2 separate regions of the Rattus norvegicus genome follow, and region 1 is linked to region 2. Evidence: chromatin contacts called from public Hi-C data. All regions are on one chromosome and are shown on one strand. The core of a region is the stretch at or near the end of the contact, and the rest is flanking DNA. Distances in the headings are between cores, read along the strand shown. Region 1 overlaps Ptpn13 (protein tyrosine phosphatase, non-receptor type 13). Region 2 holds the start of C14h4orf36 (similar to human chromosome 4 open reading frame 36).

What was found. A called contact is a pair of places that touch in the nucleus more often than the background predicts.
Region 1: a Hi-C map of frontal cortex shows a contact between it and region 2, with 2.8 times the contacts expected there. The contact joins the enhancer-like site here to the promoter of C14h4orf36 in region 2. A contact is called at or near these places in 3 of 12 Hi-C or Micro-C datasets (the Rat2 cell line, frontal cortex and liver).

Annotation. Positions count from the first base shown.
Region 1 is chr14:6,473,528-6,476,894 of GRCr8, forward strand. Ptpn13 (protein tyrosine phosphatase, non-receptor type 13) reads right to left here. Exons shown (of 48, transcript NM_001100789.1): 17 at 2,307-2,469. Among named protein-coding and RNA genes, the nearest start is that of Slc10a6, 90 kb to the left of the region's middle. Within about 2 kb of position 1,659, at least 28 of the 93 cell types and tissues checked have an H3K27ac peak or open chromatin away from gene starts, as enhancers often do.
Region 2 is chr14:6,361,073-6,364,687 of GRCr8, forward strand. It overlaps C14h4orf36 (similar to human chromosome 4 open reading frame 36), which reads left to right and starts at 2,143. Exons shown (of 4, transcript NM_001017495.1): 1 at 2,143-2,396; 2 at 3,009-3,143. The coding sequence starts at 3,079.

The DNA.
Region 1 (3,367 bases), core at 409-2,908, 110 kb after region 2:
ATTACTACAGGAACCTGTGGCACCATATTGCCAATTAGTAGTAGAGGGACTGGGTTGGGGATTTAGCTCAGTGGTAGAGCGCTTGCCTAGGAAGCGCAAGGCCCTGGGTTCAGTCCCCAGCTCCGGAAAAAAAAAAAAAAAAAAGTAGTAGAGGGACTGATAAAACATTGGTGAGGATTGAACCCGGGACCTCACATATGCGACAAGTACATTGCCATTCAATGTATGGCCAAGCCTGGTCTGCTGAATATGCTTGAAGTGCTCTATAGGTGAGGGTTACTTTGTAACAACCCTAGGTGTGAGTGTTACTTTGTAACAACTCTAGGAGTGAGTGTTACTTTGTGACAACTCTAGGAGTGAGTGTTACTTTGTAACATCCATAGGTGTCCATGTTACTTTGTAACAACCCTTTAATACAGTGACCATCACTGTAACAGTAATTTCACGGACTGAAGAACCAAGACACAGAACTTTTGTAGTATGACTGAGGCTTCTGAGTCTCTAACAGTCTGGTTTAAACATCACAAATTTTGCTTCAGATGATAATCATACTTGACTCTAGCGAAGCATTCCCCTAATGTGAAATCTAAACTCCAAAGTTGTCTAAGAGCTGAAACCCTGAGTGAAGAGACTTTTCAAATGGAAGCTCAGTGCTTGACTTCCTTTGATATTCTCTTAGTAAGAGCACAAAAAGGAGCCCATAAAATGACCTGTAGGCTCACGTATATAATGTGAAGACGACAGAGACAGATTCTCTTTAGTGTTAGGTCTCATCTTTCACATACACCTCCTCATGTGTCTGCAGATATTCTACATTCTTAAAAACTTAAAAATCTGAAACATTTTTGGTCTCTCCAAAAATTTTTATCAGGGACACCGAAGCTGTACTTTCTGCGAAATGCTAAACAAGATTCTGCTTCAGACTTTTTTCCTTTGTCCTCCCTGCTCTATCACATGTTAAAGGTATGTTCTCTACTGTTCACATCTGCTTTGTATTGAGCACTGATCCAAGTACAAATGTGGATAGCTTCAATAGGCTTGGTATCCTGTTGTACTTTAAAAATATATAAAAGCACATACAATTTTTAGCAAAGTAAGAAAGTAAAAGGTAATTTGCTAAATGTCATGGCTATTATATTTTTTAAAATTATATATTAGGCAATTAGGTTAAAATGCAGATCCTGGGGACCCAACTTCCAAAGACTGTAATTTTGCAGGTTTCCATAAACCCCTAGAATCTTTCCCTTAGGGGAACACATGACCTCCACTTTGATCCTGAGAGGTGAGAAACATGTACTCACAATTGTCTTCCCCCAGGCTATGCAATAGGAAAAACCTTTCCTCTAAGACTTCAGAATGAGAAAGTTCCAGAAAAGAATTTAGAAACATAGGTCACCTGTGTATATTATTACACTTTAACTCACATACTTCAGAGTGATCCACTTAAGTCTGTAAGGATTTACCAGAAAGAAGCAATTTCAAATCACTTTAATCTCAACATGTGGTCGTGCATAATCAGTTTTAAATCTCAGCTCTGTCTGAGAGATTCCTGCCTAGAGCTGGGTTATTTTCGCAGCTGAAAAACCCCCTGTCCTGGTTGCTATGGTTACTTATCACAGCCTCCCATGGCTGCTATGGTTACTTATCATAGACTCCAGACAGGGATGACTCACTGCTGGGGTGCCACTTGCCCTGCCTGTATCCTGTCTACCATGTTCCTTCCCACACTGATCTCCAAACTATTTAACATGTGTCCTTCCTACCCATGTAAACTGTCACCTCTCAGAGCTCAGACCTTCCTCTTAGATCCACTTTGTGGATCCTAGAGCCCACACAGTATCACCCGTTAAGATGGCTCTGTAGTTAAGAGCACTAGCTGCCCTTCCGTAGGACAGCACACAAAATGGTTCACAACCGTTTGTAACTACAGTTCCAGGGGACCCGATTCTCTCTTCTGGCCTCTGTGGGCCCTGCACACATGTGGTATACAGATATAAGAGTCAGGCAAAACATTCCCATGTATAAAATAGGACCATTTAAAAACTCTCTGCATATTAGCATTTCATAGCTGTAACCTCCAGCATGGTTAAACCTCTTAAGCACTTGTAAAGAGTCCATGTTTCTCTGCAGAACTGTTTTCCAAGTGAACAGGATGCTGGCTTGACAACTTTATAGACTTAATTTAGGCAAAGGGATACCCTGCGAGCTTTCATCCTGAACAATAAGCAGTTTCTTTCAAAAATGTGTGGTAGAAATCATTCACACGTTCTGGCACCAGCCACACGAAGGAGGCCACACCGCCTTACCTAAGTCTTGGGCATCCTGGTTGCTCTGTCTCGCCCTCATCTGTAGCTGGAATTTATGCTGGGAGGAGCACAGCTGCAGCAGGTATTGGCAGGCCTTGCTGCTGTCTGTCTGGAATGCGTGCTTGATTCCGTCTGATGTATTTTGTAACGTGATTTTCTTTTTCTGTAAGAGTAACCAGAAGTATTTGTGATGTGGAAGTTTTCCTATGACTTTCTATATGACCAAATATTTTAACCTATAATTAATACATAGAGATATTTATATTTCCAATTAGGATAAGTACCCTTCGACTGATACCATATATAAAAACTGTGATTCTGTAACTAAACAAAGTTGACACATAAATTATTATTAATTGCTACTTTCAGCAATTGTAGCTTCAATCACCCTGAACTCCATTCATCATCGAGGGAAATTTTAAAATACTGGGGGCAGGGGCGCTGGAGAGATGGATCAATGGTTAAAGCAATGGTTGCTTTTACAGAGGGTCTGGCTGTTAGCACCTAGTACTTACGTATAATCCCAGCTTAGGGGACCCAACAGCCTCTTCTGGCCTCCAAAGGCACTGCACACAAGTAGCACAGACATATGCATAGGCATAACACCCATAGACATAAATAAAATAAAAACAAATCTTTAAAAGAGTATCATGGTTACTATAAGGCAGTATTCATGGATTTATATATTTTGAAAATGTTCCTTCTAAATTAAAATAAGTTTTAGGAGGAGAACTTGTGGTCTGAGTCTCCTAGAACCTGTGGTCTGCACCCCTTAGAACCTGTGATCTGTACCCCCCCCCCCAGAACCTGTGGTCTGCGCCTCCTAGAACCCATGGTCTGTGCCCCCTAGAACCCATGGTCTGTGCCCCCTAGAACCTGCGGTCTGCACTGAAGCTTGCAGGCAGAAGCAGCCCCTACACCTTAAAAATGATGGCATCTAAGAAGCCGGGGATGCAGCAAATAATGGGCATTTATTTACTTCAATGCCATTAGATTCCATCCCAACTATTACCTACCTTGCAAATCAGTCTGTTATCTTGATTTCAAACACAGGCACAAAA
Region 2 (3,615 bases), core at 893-3,392:
AGAGGCCATGTAGGTGCTGGGATTCGAACCTGGGTCCTTTCATAGAGCAGCCAGCCCTCTTAACTGCTGAGCCAAGGCCTTAAGATTTTGTATTTTGGGTTCGGGTCTTTTTTTTCTGCATACATGTCTGTGCACTCTATATGTGCAGTGCCCTCAGTGGCCAGAAGAGGGTGTGGAATCCTCTGGAACTGGAGTTAGGGTGGTTGTTACCCTGTCGACTCTGGGAACTGGCCAGGTCTTCTGAAGAGCAAAAAGCTGTTCTTCGCCACTGAGATATTTCTCCAGCCCAGGTTTGGTATTTTCAGAAAATTTCAGAAAGTGGTTATTGTTTGTAAATCTTTATGGGACAGCCTTCTTCCACCTCCTAGGAGGTTTAGCTTTCTTTCTCCTGGAACAGTGTGAGTGCGAAGGTGTCATCTATGCTGTTTGCTGATAGTGTTTAAGGGTTTTAAGTGGCTCTGGGTGAGCGTTCTCAAGATCAACTTACAGCAAATGTCTGTAAAAGTGTTTTCTGTTCATTTTTATCTTACTTTCTCCTCCTCTTCTAATTTAGGTGAAAATATGAATACAGACTCCATAAACAATGCAGTTACTTTCTCACAGTGGGGAACTCACCCGGGTCAGCACGTCCAGAGGACAATGGGTAAGCCCCACCCTGGGAAAACCACCCTTGAGACCATGGTACCTCCTCTGCTGAGTAAACACTCAATATTAACCCTAAATATGACATGACGTGAGGCTGACGAGATGGCTCAGGGGTTAAAGGCTTGCAGCCAAGCCAGATGACTCCAGTCCTCAGGACCCAAGTGGTGTGCAAGGAGAGAACTGGTTCTTACAAGCTGCCTTGTGATGTTCTCTCACACTCATGTCATAGCATATGTATTCCCAAACACAGGCACACACACACACACACACACACACACACACACACACACACACGGATGAACAAATGCAAGTTTAAAAATGTAAAAAGGTATTTTTTTTCTATAAATGATACTCTTCTCACAATAAGACATGGTATATGCAACAGTGTCTGCTGGGTAACCTTCACTCCAACAGTTAATGGATTAAAACAAGGGACGCTATCTTTGTGGCTGAGACAGGGTCTCATATCGTTTAGTCTAGTGTTGGCTATGTAGCTAAGAATTACCTCACGATTCTGATCCTCCTGTCTCGACCTCCCGAGTGCTGGGAGCGCAGACATATGCTACCGCAAGTGTCACTTTGGTGCTGGGCACTGAACTCAGAGCCCCTGGGTTCAACCCCCAGCACCAGACAACTGAATTAGATCCTAAAACTGTCTTATGCCAATTAAAATCAAATCAGGCTGAATCTACTACACAGGTCACATAATCCATCGGGGGCTTCACCCCATGGCACACACACTTCCCATTTGGACTATAGATGTGATGAGTCAAGCCTCTGTACCTTCTTGTAGGCACAGAAGCATGTTCTACAGATAAGCCAGCTTGGCAGTCACTGGCGGATATCCCATCATGCAGCTCGTTACAACCCCCCTCCCCACTTCTCAAAACTTTTATTATTATTATTTTTCTTTTGGATAACGGAGGAAACCTGGACATGCTTTTTGGGACATTTTAGATCACCACCCTGATGTGTGTGTGTGTGTGTGTGTGTGTGTGTGTGTGTGTGTGTGTGCGTGTGTGCGTGTGTGCGTGCGTGCGTGCGCGCGCACGCGCGAGTGTGTGTGAGTTCATTCTTCACCCTAGGAGAATTTGCTAGGCAGAGCAGGTGGTCCTTTCCTCGAGTTCCAGCCTGGCACTTGGGAAGCTGAAATAGACTTGCTGCAAGTTGGAAGCAAGCCTGGGCTGATTCTAGGCCAGTCTGGACTATTTCAACAGAACTAAAAAAAGAACAGCGACAGGTAGAGCGATTAGAGTATTTAACCTTAAAAGCTCGCCCTGAACTCACTACATATACTGAGTTTCATTCCTCCCCTCTCAACGGAACCCTCTACCTGTTTCCATAGCGTTGTTCCTAAACTCGCAATGATGTAATCTGGCCCTTACCGTGGGCTAGAGGCTGTCAGGCCTAGTCTTCAGTTCTCATAACCCATGAAACATACACATGCAATGTCCTCTTTGCTTTATGAAGTCATTTAGGCTCGGAGGAAGGACATAGGGAAGGTCCTGGTGTTAGCAAGGGGCAACTCTAGCAAAACCCTCCGGCACAGCACAGTGCCACCGTTTGCTTGGGACCCTAAGAGATGGAGTCCATCTGTTCTTCACAGGAACACGGAGCTGTCGTCGGAGCCTCGAGTGTGGGCGTGGGCCAGCGACTGTCACCCACTAGAGCAAAGTGACTCCCATGGAGCGGGCTGGGTTTGCGCCCTGCGCGTGCATAAAGCCCTTTATTGAGGCGACAGGTGACGCAGGGTAGGCGCCGCGTGAACTGGGCGCCTGAGCTATCGGGCGCGGGAGCAAGCAGGAGCAGGAGCAAGCAAGCAAGCGCGTTTCCGCGGCGGGGCCGCTGCGAGTGCGCGGCCATGTGCACCTAGGGCGCGCTGCCCTGGGTCGGGGCCGCGGCCGGCGCGCGGCTGACCTGCGGGGTACAGAGGCTCCGGGAGCGCCACGGGCTGGGAGGGCGAGGGTGGCACTCGCTACCGCGCCCCAGCGGGTTCTGTCTGGAACTGCGAGCAGAAAAGGGCCGTGCCCTACCGTGGCCAGGGCACCCCTGGCGTTCCACGCCGGTGCGGCCGAGTTGTTGACCCCATCACAGCCATAAGGGCGCGCAACTATGAGACCTGGGCGGGACTCAGGCGTACTCAATGACTGCCTACCAGGCTTTCCCTCTCAGAAGGTGGCTGAACTGATTGAGCGACTTCCTGGAAATGAACAGAACTAGCTTTTATGTTCATGGTTCAGGTCCAGTGAATGTTTAGGATGCATTTCCTGACAGTCCCAAATGTTTTCTCCTGGCCCTTGATAATTTGGCCATAAAAATATTCAAATGAGAGCTGTTAATTAGGACTGTTGCTGTTCTTTCAGGCATAGTGAATAGAGCGGCGCAGATGTTACATCGGGCTTCTATGTAAGGAAACGATTGTGATCATTTGTCATGGCGTATGGCTTGCCGAGAAGGAACACAGTGCAAAACATTTTGAAGGGCAGCTGTTATAAAATGTAAGTACACACACACACACACACACACACACACACACACACACACACACACACGGCTGGAGCTTGGGACAGGGGCTGGGCACTTCTATTCTCACCAAGTTACTGGAGTATATGAAGGCACTTCAATGGATCTGGACTTTGTCTTTAAAACGCTACTTGGAAATTATTTTTATTTTGTGTTTGTACCTGCCTCTGTGTGTGCACTACCTTTGAGCAGGTGCCCATGAAGGCCAAAAGGCAGTGTTGGATCCCCTGGTATTGAAGTTACAGATGGTTTTGTTACAGCATCTCCCCGTAGAGGCTGGGAACCAAACCTTGGTCCTTTTTGCGAAAACAGTTAATGCTCTTAAAGGGTGATCCGTCTTTCCAACTTCCCGAATGGTACTTATATGAACAGGGGCTAGAGACGTGGTTCATGGCTAAGAGTGTGCTGCTTTTGCAAAGGACCTGAGCTTGGTTTCCAGAGCCCACA